2 separate regions of the Mus musculus genome follow, and region 1 is linked to region 2. Evidence: chromatin contacts called from public promoter capture Hi-C data. All regions are on one chromosome and are shown on one strand. Each heading gives the region's core, a stretch centred on a gene start, on an enhancer-like site or on the middle of the called end of the contact. The rest is flanking DNA. Distances are from core to core; before and after follow the strand shown. Region 1 holds the start of Tcp1 (t-complex protein 1). Region 2 overlaps Plg (plasminogen).

Evidence for each region. Promoter capture Hi-C pulls out the DNA fragments that hold promoters and counts their contacts.
Region 1: a contact with region 2 is called in a promoter capture Hi-C map of hippocampal neurons, with 2.7 times the contacts expected there. The contact joins the promoter of Tcp1 here to the enhancer-like site in region 2. A contact is called at or near these places in 12 of 39 promoter capture datasets (the 3T3-L1 cell line, 3T3-L1-derived adipocytes, the HPC-7 cell line and 8 more), 2 of 484 Hi-C or Micro-C datasets (cortical neurons and muscle stem cells), 3 of 115 datasets of contacts at active chromatin or transcription factors (the NIH/3T3 cell line, T-cell acute lymphoblastic leukemia and stem cell-derived neural progenitor cells) and 1 of 9 other capture datasets (adipose tissue).

The regions. Positions count from the first base shown.
Region 1 is chr17:12,912,862-12,919,781 of GRCm38.p6, forward strand. Tcp1 (t-complex protein 1) reads left to right here and starts at 3,468. Exons shown (of 12, transcript NM_013686.4): 1 at 3,468-3,768; 2 at 4,937-5,022; 3 at 5,182-5,310; 4 at 6,490-6,587. The coding sequence starts at 3,705. Mrpl18 (mitochondrial ribosomal protein L18) reads right to left here and starts at 3,230. Exons shown (of 4, transcript NM_026310.3): 1 at 3,086-3,230; 2 at 2,777-2,963; 3 at 909-1,140. The coding sequence starts at 3,137. LOC115488839 (a small nucleolar RNA gene) reads left to right here and starts at 6,724; the gene lies at 6,724-6,861.
Region 2 is chr17:12,415,005-12,421,711 of GRCm38.p6, forward strand. Plg (plasminogen) reads left to right here. Exons shown (of 19, transcript NM_008877.3): 18 at 3,633-3,778; 19 at 3,962-4,380. The coding sequence ends at 4,123. Slc22a3 (solute carrier family 22 (organic cation transporter), member 3) reads right to left here. Exons shown (of 11, transcript NM_011395.2): 11 at 4,968-6,493. The coding sequence ends at 6,433. Among named protein-coding and RNA genes, the nearest start is that of Plg, 40 kb to the left of the region's middle. Within about 2 kb of position 4,982, at least 10 of the 459 cell types and tissues checked have an H3K27ac peak or open chromatin away from gene starts, as enhancers often do. A contact at or near this core is called in hippocampal neurons, where this site is marked.

The DNA of each region.
Region 1 (6,920 bases), core at 2,218-4,717, 500 kb after region 2:
ACTGCTGCAGTGTACTCATATAAATAAAAAAATAAAATAAATCTTAAAAAAAAAAAAAAGATGCCAGTATAACAACAGGAAGTGCAGTGCTAACATCCTGGACTAACGGGTCTCAGTCACCCAGCAATACCAACTTGCAATACCGACTGACCTCAGTTTGTACAGAGAATGGGAACACAAACTCCTATGGACTACTGCAAAAACCAAATGTCACAGGATCCAGCCAAGGCCCACCATGTAGAATACCCTCAAGAAAATAATGTAAGCACACCTAACACCAAGAACTAACCAAAACTCTCTGGCGTCTCTGCGTGTTGCTAGAGATTACACACGCAAGGTAGCGGCGCTCTCAGAGCTGTGCCCCCAGCTCTGGACCTTCTGTGTATCATGGATGAAACAGCCTCCAGCATGCATTACCAATGAATAACTTGCAGTTCCTGGCCTTCCCACTTAAAATTCTGAGACAAAGTCTTACTAAGTTATTCAGGCAAGCCTAGAATTTGAGATTCTTCCAAGTCAACCTCTTGACAGCAGGAATTATTGACCCTTGTCACCAAAAACAACTGATCTTGTTCCCCCACCCCCTCTATTTTTAAACAGGATCTCACTATATATCCCCAACTAGATGGAACTTCCTTGGTAGACCAGATTGGTCCTAAACTCAAGAGATCTGCTTCTACCATACCACACCAAATTTTTGTTTCTTTTCTGCTTTCTTTTTTTGTTTCTTGAGACAGGGTTTCTCTGTGTACCCCTGACATTCCTGGAACTCACACTGTAGACCAAGCTGCCCTTGACCATGGAGATCTCTTGCCTCTGAGACCTCCCGAGTGCTGGGATTAAAGGCATGCACCACCATTCCTAGCCGAATGTTTACCTTTTAAGTAAATACATAGAAATACAAGTACCGAGTCTGAGGACGCCTCCCACGGGGTGGGCTGGTAGACCATGAAGTTGATTCCTGCTTCTAAGCACCGCTGTGCCAGCACTCGCCCAATGCTCTCACAAGCCACCACGTTTCTGGTACTATAAAGGTGTTTTTTAATAGCCCATTCTCGAGTGGATGCTGAAACAACAACCTGGCCGTTAAGATGCTCAACAAATGCTTCTACGTGATGCTGAGTCTTTACAACTCGCAACCTAAACGGGGAGAAAAGAGTTATAAAACAATCTATTAACAAAAAGTTGGGCCACTTAAGGTGAATAAACGCCTACGTGTTCTTCAAGAATTTGGTGAGCCCACTGTTAAGACAGTTCAATGGGTAAAGATGCTTCCTACCAAGGCCAACAACCTGCATTCAACCCCCAGGGCTCACAAGGTGGACCATGATCTAAGTATATGCGGTATATGCATGAACCTGTGACTATATGCACATACCAATCAACTGAAAAAAAAAAAAAAAAAACAATAAAAACAAACTGGAATGGGATTTGTTGATGCCCTCTTCTGCTGTGTCTGAAGACAGCGACAGTGTACTTACAACAATAAAAATGTGTAATTACAAAAAAACCAACCAAATAAACAAAAACCAGAAAAATCCCACTGTAACAAAAATAATAACCACCGTAAAAAGATAACCCCTACAATGATAATAATGTAGTTTAAATAGTTGAATTAAGAGCTGGAGAGATGGCTCGGCGGTTAAGAGCACTGACTGCTCTTCTAGAGGTCCTGAGTTCAATTCCCAGCAACCACATGGTGGCTCACAACCATCTGTAATGGGATCCGATGCCCTCTTCTGGTATGTCTGAAAACAGAGACAGTGTATACCCATACACAAAATAAATAAGTCTTAAAAAAAAAAAAAGTTAAATTAAAAAAAAAAAAAAAAAAAAGACATACAGCCGGGCGTGGTGGCGCATGACTTTAATCCCAGCACTCGGGAGGCAGAGGCAGGTGGATTTCTGAGTTTGAGGCCAGCCAAAAAAAAAAAAAAAAAAAAAAGACATACATTTAAAGCATCTAGCATAACTGCTTGTAAATCCAATGCTTTCAGTTAGTAGCCATCTTGGGGCTGGGGAGTGCAGTTCAGAGGTAAAGCACTTGCTTTGTGTGATGAAGGTACTCATCTAAACTGCGTAGTTCTCCCAAAATAAAATTTAACATTTATTTCCATGTGTATGATTATTTTTGGGAATGTATCGCTGTGTGCCAAGGTCAGAAGAGGGTGTCAGATCCCTGGGAACTGGAATTACAGACCATTGTAAGCTGCCTGGGTCCTCAGTGAACTCAGTAAGTGCTTTAAATGAATACAAATTTTAAAATGTATTTCATAAAATGTTTCTATTAATGAACTTTTAACCTTTATTCCCCCCATTAAAAAATCATTAAGGCTCAAACTTTACCCTAATGTGCACGCTAATAACTAATTCTACTTAGCACTCTATTCTGTAACAGCTTACACACACACACCTTTACTTACTGAACAGGTAGGTACACAGGCCTGTCAGTTCCAGACACTCAATCCCAGCCTCCTAGCCTCCTTTGCTAGAATAGCCTTCATGGCAAATGATTTCGCGGCTTCCTGTCCTTTAGATCTCAGCTTTTTGACATGTCACCTTCAGAGAGGCCTCAGGACATAGCCGCTTATTCTCAAATTACCGTTTAAGTTTTCTTCAAGGCAACTAACTAGTTGCTTGCTCCAAGGTCGCTTTCTACCCACATGTCATCTTCCTGACACATCCCGAGGCTTACCTGGCAGGATCAGTCAGGGGATTGGTGAAATTGGTAAGGTGCTAAGCACAGCTTAGTCAGTCACAAGCCGACTTTAATTACCTGTGCCAGAACTCACGGTTAGGCCACACGGTAGCCCAGCCCCGTTCTTTCCGAGCTACCCCTAAGAGCTCCAGATTCCGAGGGTTCCGGTTGGTGAACTCCGGGGCCACCGCTTCGTTTTCCTTACTCTCCACGTCGGGCTGCACGGCCGGCACGGAACTGGTTGAGAGGGCTGCGAACCCACACTCTAGAAAATGAAAAAGATCACATGCATCTTTCACTTTCCCACATCAGGTACAAAATCGCATTTGCAAATGCACACGTACTGTGCACAGAGCGCAGGCAAGGAGGTGGGGCGAGATTAGTTACCCAGTTTCCTGCAAACTGACAGACATTTCCAGAACCGCGGCCGAAGCGCCATGGCTGACGGGACCTGGGCAAAGTCACACAGTGCCCTATCTTCCTTTGCTCAGGGTCGTCTCGGGGAACAACTAGTCGCAGCCATGTTAACTGTGGGTAAAGCTACAAGGGCCGGCAGTACCTCGGTGTCTCAAGGACCCGGAACTAACAAGCTCCCTGGTGCTGAGTGGCCGAGTGAGCGATCGGTATCCCTGGCTCACCAATCACCGCAGACGTTGAGGCGGAGGGCGGGACACGCTAGCCGTGGCCAAGAGCCTGACTTCCGTTTTCCACTTTCGCGCCTTTCTTCTACTGTCTCTAGTTGACCCAGCGTCCCGCAGCCCCCTACTTCCGGCGTTTTCAGTTTTTCGCCCCGCCCAGCCCTCGTCTGTCAATCCCTACCGCTTTCCCGGCAGACCTTGCGGTTGGTGGAGCGTGGAGAGCGCGCAGGGCGTGTTACCCAGCAGGCCCCGCGGCATCGCTCGGGCCTTTCCACGCCGTGGTCCCCGCCGTGGTGGCCGTTAAACGGTCTCAGAGCGGAGCTATCGGTTGTCTGCGGCCGTAGTGAGCTTTGCTTCGTTTCCTGAAGATGGAGGGTCCTTTGTCCGTGTTCGGGGACCGCAGCACTGGGGAGGCGGTCCGCTCCCAGAATGGTAAGGGCGAGAGAATGGTAAGGGTCCAGCTCGCGGCGGCGCAGGCCGAAGCCCAGCCGCAGTCCGTAGGCCGGGGCTGTCCGCCGGGCCCAGTGAAGTTCCTTCAGGAGAAGCCCAGCCATCCCGGATCCGCCCTCACTAGCGGCCGGCTCGGCGCCATTGCGCCCTACCGTGTAAGGGAAGAATGTTCGAGAATGCACACGGTTGGGGGAGGCGTTCAAGATGGGTGTGGGCGTCCGTGCCCCAATACCTAGTAGAGGAGCTCCAGATAGACTTCTCCGCCACTCCCCTCTGCTCCTTTGTTGGGTTCCAAGCCGGTTGGAGCACCTCTGACATAGCCAGAAAAGAGTAGCTTTCACCGGTTCCATTGGCCCTTGAGAAGATGCTCATAGAATCTAGGTGGCTTTTGCGTTGCTTCCCTTCCCTGGTCTGGTTCTTGGATGCCCAGAATCTGCAGGTGACAGCTGCTCCCCCAGTAAAACGTAACGGAATGCAAACTGAACGTTATTAAGCGATACTTTTAGCTGCCTTTATCGTGGTTAACTTTAATACGAGTAAGCACGTGGTTTGCTGTGGTTGAATTTGTTCTTGAAAGCATTCCCTTGCAGGAACCGTGTTCTGTGTTGTGCTTTTTTTTTTTTTTTAAACAACTCTCTTAGAAATTACTACTACTTTATCCTGGTGAACTATCTAATATTCTTACTAAACTTGCCAGAGTCTGAAGAGAAAGGCTGAACTTAAAGGGTTTTTTCCCCCCTAGTGTAGTAGTAAGGAATGAACTTAAGATTGCTTATAATTTGAGGCATTAAAATCTTTGCAATCGGTGATATACCAATACTAAATAGAAAAAAGAATAGTTAACCTTCACTGGTCCTTAAGTAAGTGATTCCCCCCCCCCCCCACACACACACACACACACACACACAGGGTTTCACTGTATAGCTGTGGCTGTCCTGGAAGCAACTTTGTAGACCAGGCTGGCCTCGAACTCAGAAATCTGCCTGCCTCTGCCTCCCGAGTGCTGGGATTAAAGGCGTGCGCCGCCACACCCGGCTTGATTTTTTTTTTTTTAAATAGTAATTACAGACTTTAGATTTTAGCAAATCATAGGTAGTTGAGTGTCATAGTTTATGTGTTGTTCTAATTAGTTTTCACTGTTCATCTACAGTTATGGCTGCAGCTTCTATTGCCAACATTGTTAAAAGTTCTTTTGGGCCAGTTGGCTTGGATAAAATGTTGGTGGATGATATTGGTGTAAGTATATATCTAATTGCTCTTGCTTGCCTTGATAAAAGTACATTGTTTTAAATTTCAAAAAAAAATCTTTGGTAAAGTCTTTGTTTTTACCTGAGTATGGATGGCATCCTAGAGCTTGGTTTCTGTGTTGACCACTTATTCCTTCATATTTCTTAGGATGTAACCATTACTAACGATGGTGCCACCATCCTGAAGTTACTGGAGGTAGAACATCCCGCAGCCAAAGTTCTGTGTGAGCTGGCTGACCTGCAAGACAAAGAAGTTGGAGATGGAACTACCTCAGTGGTGAGACGCTACCAGGAAATGGCTAGAGAATAGTCAATTTATTAGAGTTGAATCCATGAGAGAGTCATACTCTAGGTCAGAAATAAGTCACCTTTTAAGGCAGTCTCACAAACTTTTGAAAACTAACCATTGTAACTAGTTTGTGTAATTTAAGTAAGGGAAGAACTTAAGGTGATTAAATAAATACAAGCTTGTTTTAAATACTGGAGTCTCGTGAATTTGGAGCCTTATTTAAACCTACTTAACCATGATGATGTTCATGTAGAAAATGTTACCAGGTTTGGACTTTTTTCTTTGTTGTTTAATAGATACTTTTGTATTTTAAATGTGAACAAGAAATCTTTGGAATTCAAAATAGAAATTTGCAGAAGTTAATTTGCTACCATATAGTGCTAATGGCTAGTCAGCAAACATGGCGAATAGTGTAACATTTTGTGAGTTAGCCTGCTTAAGTAGTAAAATACTGTTTGGTGAGGCAGATTTTAGACCTGGCAAAATAAATGGTGAGGGAAAAGTATTTATAGACTTACCCTTTACTAGGAAAGAATTGAATCTGTTTTTAAATAGTGAAAATGGACTTTATCTAATTTGTTCATAGACAATGTAACTTAAAAATAACCTTAATTCCACTCGAAAGAAGAAAAGTTTTTTGGAGATTTTGTTTTGTTTTATTATTAAGAAAACTGGTTTTTCACAGTGTTCTCTATTTTAAATGATCTTAAGATTTTATTGAAATTACTGGAATGATACCAGTCATTTCCATTGATTGCTATCTAGCTCTTGTTGCAGTAAGTCTGTAAATGTAATGGATATAAATTCTGCTGTATTAGATTTTTAGCATTTTCTGGCTTTTCCAGCTTGGACCATTTCCATAGAATACTTTTAGGTTTTTTGAGGCAGGATTTCTCTGTGTAGCCCTGACTGTCCTGGAGCTCACTTTGTAGACCAGGCTGGCCTCGAACTCAGAAATCCGCCTGCCTCTACCTCCCAAGTGCTAGGATTAAAGGCATGCGCCACCACGCCTGGCACAGAATACTTCCTAGTGGTCTCTATGTTGTGTTTTCAACGAGTTGCTACTCACTTGTCTACTGTGGTATTAATAATACCTGCTTAATAATCATGTTTTCCTGTTGTGCATATTGAGTGCCATGCATATTTAAAGCAATGCTTGATCAACAGGTAATCATTGCAGCGGAGCTTCTGAAAAATGCAGATGAGCTAGTCAAACAGAAAATTCATCCAACATCAGTTATTAGTGGCTATCGTCTTGCCTGCAAGTAAGATTGCTTTCAAAAACATGTTATTTTGTGGAATAGTAGTAAATTGTATCTTAATGTTGTAGCTAAGCGTTAAGTTGGAACTGTTGCATCTTAGCATTCAAGTGCTCACCTGGAGTACTAAGCTCCGTGTACTTTTCCCATTTGACTACCACATTTTTCTCCTAATAGAGTTTAGTGGCTATGCTTATGGGATAGATGAAAGGTGCCATGATCTGAAGAGGGGGAGCTGTCCTGTGTCTTTCCTCTATATGAAATGGCTGAACAGAAACCATTCCCTGTGATATTTGACAATGTGTTAAATGTGGTGAGATGCAAAACTTTGGAGTGGTG
Region 2 (6,707 bases), core at 3,732-6,231:
TTTGCATTTAAAGAAAAAAACCTGTGTGCTACAAACTCATGGGAGTTAGATGTTGTTCCTATGTGCAGACGAGGAGCCTGATGTTCAGAGACGGGGGAGGGGTGGGGGGAGGGGTGCGGGTGTGTGTGTGTGTGGAGGAAGGTACAGCAGGAAAAGCAGAGGCTGGCTGCAGAGACCTGGGGAGGAGCCCCGCTTCCCGCTCACCAGCTGTGGACAGTTAGGGAGATCTCCCTAGTGGTCTCCTAGGCTGGAGGCCTGCTGTAGGGCTGTGGTGGGAGAAGCAATGAGAGAAAACCCAACTCCAATTGATTTAAGCAGAAGGAGAGAAATTTCTAGTGATCAAGAAAGTCAGACCTCTCTAGTGCTGGCCTGGGACCTCGGGCTCTATCCAGCCACCATCTGGGAGTCATTCAGGTCACACGAGGATCGTGGCTACAGATGTTGGGTTACTTTTGGCTCTCTCAATGGGAATAAAGGGTGTCACTTTTCCCACAGTGGGAACAATAACCTGCCTAGGCTGGGAAAGCTCAGACTCTGGTCCTGAGCCACGTTTTTCTGAACCAGTTCCGCCTGGCTCAGACCTTTGCTACATGATCTGCTCTGTAGTTGGGGGCAAGGCCCACGCACGCCCGTACACAACAAGAGCTGATCCCTCAGCCGCCCTTGGAATGTTGAGTGAAAGGCTTCTAAGCCCCGCCTCCCCACCCCCAAAATCAACTTTGTGATTGATCTTCATTGTCAACTGGACAACTAGGAGACATAGCTCTGGACATACCATGGGCATTTTGGGGGTGGGGGGGATGGTAAGAGGGGGAGGTAGCCCATTGAGCACCAGAACCCCCTTTCTCTGTTCCCCGTATCCATAAAGACCTGAGTAAACATACTTCTGTTACAGTTGCAAACTGCAGCTGCTGCTGCTGAGCCCAGCTTTTTCCAGAGTTTTGTAGCATGCCTTTGCTTTGCTAGCACAGAGCAGCCCAGAAATCACGGACAGTCCCTTCCCCAGACGCTGTGGCTAGACTTGTCTCTATCACCAACATCAACATCACCAACATCCCCATCATTCACAGTCACCCTTATCACCATCATCGTCATCATCATTTCCACCTCACCATTACTAGATGGCAATAACGACATCTAGTCAATCAGCGATTTTAGCTTCCTAGGTAAATCTCTCTTCACTTCACGCCTCAGGCTTTCTCAGATTTTCAAACTCCAATGGCTAGCTGGTGTTGAGGCTGAGGATTCTTCTAGATTGGTTTTTGCTGTCCTCCTGGATTTTCAGGGGGCCTGACTACTGCTAGACTTAGCCTGGTGCCCCCCCACCCCCCCCCAGTAGGGCTTTTGCCCCTAGGTCATTTACTAGTACCCTTCAGGCCTCCAGAGATGCCTTCTCTCCTTTGGCCACCAGATGGCAGCATATCTTCACAGACCACAACGTCCTGTAAACCACCCAGAGGTGGTTTCCTCAGGGCTCAGAACAATTTCAGCCTAATATGTATCTCCACTCCTGGACTTAGTTCGAGCAATGCCCACCATCCCTTCTGGTCCCATGACCTTAAGACATGTCTCTTCCAGCTCCTATAATCACCAGACAGATTACACATTTTTCTGAACCTAAGACAAGTCTAGTCCAAGTGTCAGGGGAAGGCACTGTCCTTTATTTCTTGGCTGCTCTGTGCTAGCAAAGCAAAAGCGTGTTACAAAACTCTGGAGAAAGCTGGGCTTGCAAACTGGAAAGCTGGGTTCTCGTCAAGCTCGCTAAGTCCTGGGTGGATCCCTCTGCACAACAGCCCTTCCTCTGGCATTGCTGCAAGTGTTCTGGCTCAGTCTGGCGTCTGGCACACAAAAGCAGCAGGGTTTTTTTGTTTGTTTGTTTGTTTCTGTTTTGTTTGTTTGTTTTTGTTTTTTAATATATAAAGAAGAGATACAACTCATAAATCGAGTAAGGGATTAAATGTTCCCTTTCTCTCATTGCTGGAGAAATATAGATTAGAAAAATGAATCAAAACAATTTACACCTATTACATTAGCTAGTTAAAAATTATTAATATTTTAATAATAGTTCAACGTGGACACTCGTGAGGGTGTTATGGACTGATGTTTTCTGGTGTGTTTTCTGGCCATACCTATCTCGAAAATATCCTGAATATAAACATGTATATGTTGTTTCTGAGAACTTAGACTTAAGAAAATATCATGGGCTGAAAATAGATGGCAGAGGTAGAGGTGTGGAGCCTTTGTGAACAGGGAGTGGGGGCGGGAAGGGCCCACAGCTCCAAGTTCCAGGTAAACACTGTCCACACTAAGCCTTGGTTTCCTTAATTGCCTATCAGGAATCATAGAAGTTGCTACTTTCTGGAACTGGTGCAAGAAGTAAATGAATTAATTAGATGAATTAAATGAAATTGTACTATGTTACCAGCTTGTTCCTTGAACAGTTAATGATTAGTCAAAGATATGGCTTTGGGGAGGCCATTAGTATCCACACATAAAAGGGACAGTCTGAAATGCCTGCCGTCCGTTTACAGTGTGGAGCGACCATCGTTGTCTTTCTAAACCATTTCCCTAATGGCAAGAGAAAACCCCACGACCACTAGATAATCATTCTCCACTCAGCTATCAGGGAGATTGTGGCATTATTAAAATGTCCCAAGGTCTGGGGAGATGGCCCAGTTGGTAAAGCTTTTGCCTTATATGCATAAAGACTTGGTTTGGATCCCCAGAACTGTAAATACGGACCTGGTGGTGTATACTTGTAATACCAGTTCCAGGGAGGTGGAAGCATGTGGATCCTTAGGGCTCACACATCATCTCAAGGAGTGGTGCCCAACACACACACACACACACACACACACACACACACACACACACACACACATTGTTCTTATGGTAAATTGCTTACCTTGCAAATGGGGCTTGCCAAATTGGAAAATAGGCTTTTCCATTGAAAATATGGAGAAGTCTCAGCTGTGTCCATGTGGAAAACAGCATTGGATCCCCAGAACCCATGTACGGTAAAACGATCTGGACATGGTAGCCCCATTGTAATCCCAGTGCTGGGGAGGTGGAGACAAGGGCAGTCCCTAGGGCTTGATGGACAGTCAGCCTAGCCTATGTGGTAAGATCTAAGTCAGAGAGAGTCCTTGTCTCAAAAGGAAGGTGGGCAGTGCCTGAGGAATGAATGACACCTGAGGTTGGTCTCTGCCCGCCCTACCCCCATCCCCCTTTATGCTATAATGAGCAGGTGGGGGAGGGATTTAAAATGGAGCAGTATTATATAGGTGTAAATAAAGTATAGAAAGCCTGAAAAAGAACACATTACAATAGTAGCAACTGAGCTTTTAAAGCCCCCTCTCTTCAAATGTATTTGTCTTTTGTTTTAAACTGGAAATAATATGTGGACAAATAGCAAAGCTGCAAATGCCATGGAGAAGCCGGAATGCTGCAGCAGGTTTTGGGAACCCTGTTTAACATGGTGTGTAACGCTCACAACTTGAAGGGCTCATAGGTGTTAACAGTGTCTCCCTGTGCCACACAACCACACAAATGAGAGATCTATACCTGCTGCTGTGTCATTCTGGAAGCTTCCTGGGCACCCTGTTTAATTGCATCTCTACTGATCATCACAGGGACTTTCGGTGCCGGTCGTCTCAAGGAGGCTCAGCTGCCTGTGATTGAGAACAAGGTGTGCAACCGCGTCGAGTATCTGAACAACAGAGTCAAATCCACGGAGCTCTGTGCCGGGCAACTGGCTGGTGGCGTCGACAGCTGCCAGGTAAGAGAAGAGACCGAGATGGTCTTGGGTTGACACGTCTCTGCCCCTTGGACTTTCAGTCTGAGAGGATTTGACAACTCATGGCCTGCGGAGGAATCCCACAGAGAGACAACACAAAGATAGCCTCCCATAATATACCGGTGTAGCTCACTTCTCATATGGACTCTTCCCTCCCTCATCTAGGGCGACAGTGGAGGACCTCTGGTTTGCTTCGAGAAGGACAAGTACATTTTACAAGGAGTCACTTCTTGGGGTCTTGGCTGTGCTCGCCCCAATAAGCCTGGTGTCTACGTTCGTGTCTCACGGTTTGTTGATTGGATTGAAAGGGAGATGAGGAATAACTGACTAGGTGGAAGGCCGAGCAAAACCTCTGCTTACTAAAGCTTACTGAATATGGGGAGAGGGCTTAGGGTGTTTGGAAAAACTGACAGTAATCAAACTGGGACACTACACTGAACCACAGCTTCCTGTCGCCCCTCAGCCCCTCCCCTTTTTTTGTATTATTGTGGGTAAAATTTTCCTGTCTGTGGACTTCTGGATTTTGTGACAATAGACCATCACTGCTGTGACCTTTGTTGAAAATAAACTCGATACTTACTTTGATCTGAGTTGGTTTTTTGGGGAAGGGAAGTCTTCAATATTTTCATATTCTCTGTTTACCCTAACAATTTAAAAGCAACCGACTGAAAGTGATTCAGTTTGTTTTCCCAAGGGCCAGCTTCACGAAGGACTAAACAGACAATAGGGTCACCGAGAGGAGAACTGAAAGTCTTGGCGAGTCCCTCGTACATTGACCTCATCAGCTAACGACAGCCTGACATACGTCTTCAACGTCTTCCTTTCTGACACTGAGAATATTGGAAGCTGCCGCATGTACGGGGAGTCAGGGGACTGAGTTCTATTCTGGTACTGACGACTGGGCTTCAGCCCAGATCCCAGGATGTGTAGCTGAGTCGTGGCATAGGCTAGGTGAGGGAAACCTAATATAAGACCAGCCGAGAGTCTGAACGGTATTGTAGGTCACATCCGAGTCCACGAACAGGGAGTGCTGGGAGCCCATAAAGGAGCAACAAGCCACCATCGAAGTGATGTTATTTCCCAGTTTGGAGACAGTAAGCAACACACACATGTTATGTGGGATAGTGTTTGACAGTGGCACATGTTCAGAGGGAGGAGAAAGGATAGATATTTTTAAAAACAGTTTAAAAATCGTTTATTGTTATGAAACAGAACTACCAACTTGAAATGCAATCCAAAGGCAGCAGGGTGGACAAGAGCCGTGCTACAGCCACGAAACACGCAGGCAGCCGGGCCACAAACGCCTGTGTACACAGTGGGTGTGGCAATGAATACCCCAAAGGCTGTTGGGGAACTGAGCATCACACTCCGTTCTCCTGTGCTTTATGATTAAACATCTGTCTAACAGTCACACACATCTTCTCCAGTGTTGCAAACATAGTATGCTCTCCACAAGTGAAATAGTTCCTCCCCCCACCCCCCCACACACATTGGCAAGGTTTCTCTTTGATGCTAATTTTGCCTGTCCACACTGAGTTTGAAGTTTAAGACACAGTCAGCCTAACATACATACCGAGTTTGAAAATAAACCAAGAACTGCACACCATATAGAATACTGTGTTTACATTTGAGTCTCTGCTCCAGAAGGCTTGATTAAAAAAAAAAAAAAGAAAGAAAGAAAAAGTCCAGTTCCTCATTAGTATCTCCTCCAACACTTACAAGTCAAATTGGCTGCTAATTCTTTTAAGTTTGAATACAATTGACTTTTATCATTAAGTGGCAACAAATGTATTTGGTTTTGTTTTTTGTTTTGTTTTTCCTCCCAAGACAAGTCAAAAATGCGAAGATGGAATGAAAAAAGTCTGTGCTTTGGACTCTCAGTCACAGGCACCCCTGGAACGGAATTCACAAATATGACATAATTATCCCTTTACTTTTTAAATTCTAAGACCTGGGAAATCCAAATCCGTGCTTTGTTTTCTTCCTCAATAAAGAGCCTGTGATTACAGTGGTCCTCTGAAGGAGGTGGTGAAATATCTGGGGCCTGGGGACTGCAGCATGACTTCACAATACCACAGCCAGGTCCTCTGTTGTGTTGCATTTAAGGAGCTGTGCCTAACCTGGGATCTGGGACCTCAGCACCTGCAGGAGACAGGAGGGGAGCAGCGCCGGACATGTCGGCCCTGCGAAGGCTTGTATTCGGAGCTCAAGGGAAGAAATAGCAGTTCTCAGACTCTTCAGAACACTCTTCACTGCGGTGTGTTGATCAGATCAGCTGAGCGCACTTCTGGACACGTGCCAGGCCTTGGTTTGTTCATCCTGCTTCCTGGATGGTACTGTCTTGTCCTGAGAACTGGAGAACTGGTTGGGGCCTTTTCATCTCTCCTTACCTAATGGGTGAGAGACTTGCTGAATGAGAACCTAGCCAGAATCCGGGTACCTACTGGGTCTTCATGAAACAGGTCCAAGATTATGTGTTCCCCGAAGCTTGGGCAGCATGATAAATCTTCATCTTATACCTTATAAAATACTCCGAAATCTTTACGGTTCCTTGGAAGGGCGCCACCTAGAGGAGGCGAAGCACACTGCACAGGCATATTCCAGTCTTCTCTGGTCCTCCAGGCAACACAGGGGCCTCAGACATCAGAAGTAGAAACCTGGGTTTTCTTTTTTCTGCCACACTGATGCAACTGTGAACTGATGAGACAAAGGCAAACAGGGAAAGGTCTCGTGAAAGATCATACAATGACTTAAGGTCACAGCGGTTCACAACCTATGCATCATGACCCCTTGGGTGGGGGGGCTTGACAGACCCTTTCACAGGGATCACCTAAGAGCAACTGCATATCAGTTTCAATTCAAAATGGTAGCCAAATTACAGTTATGACGTTGCAACGAAATACTTTTGTGG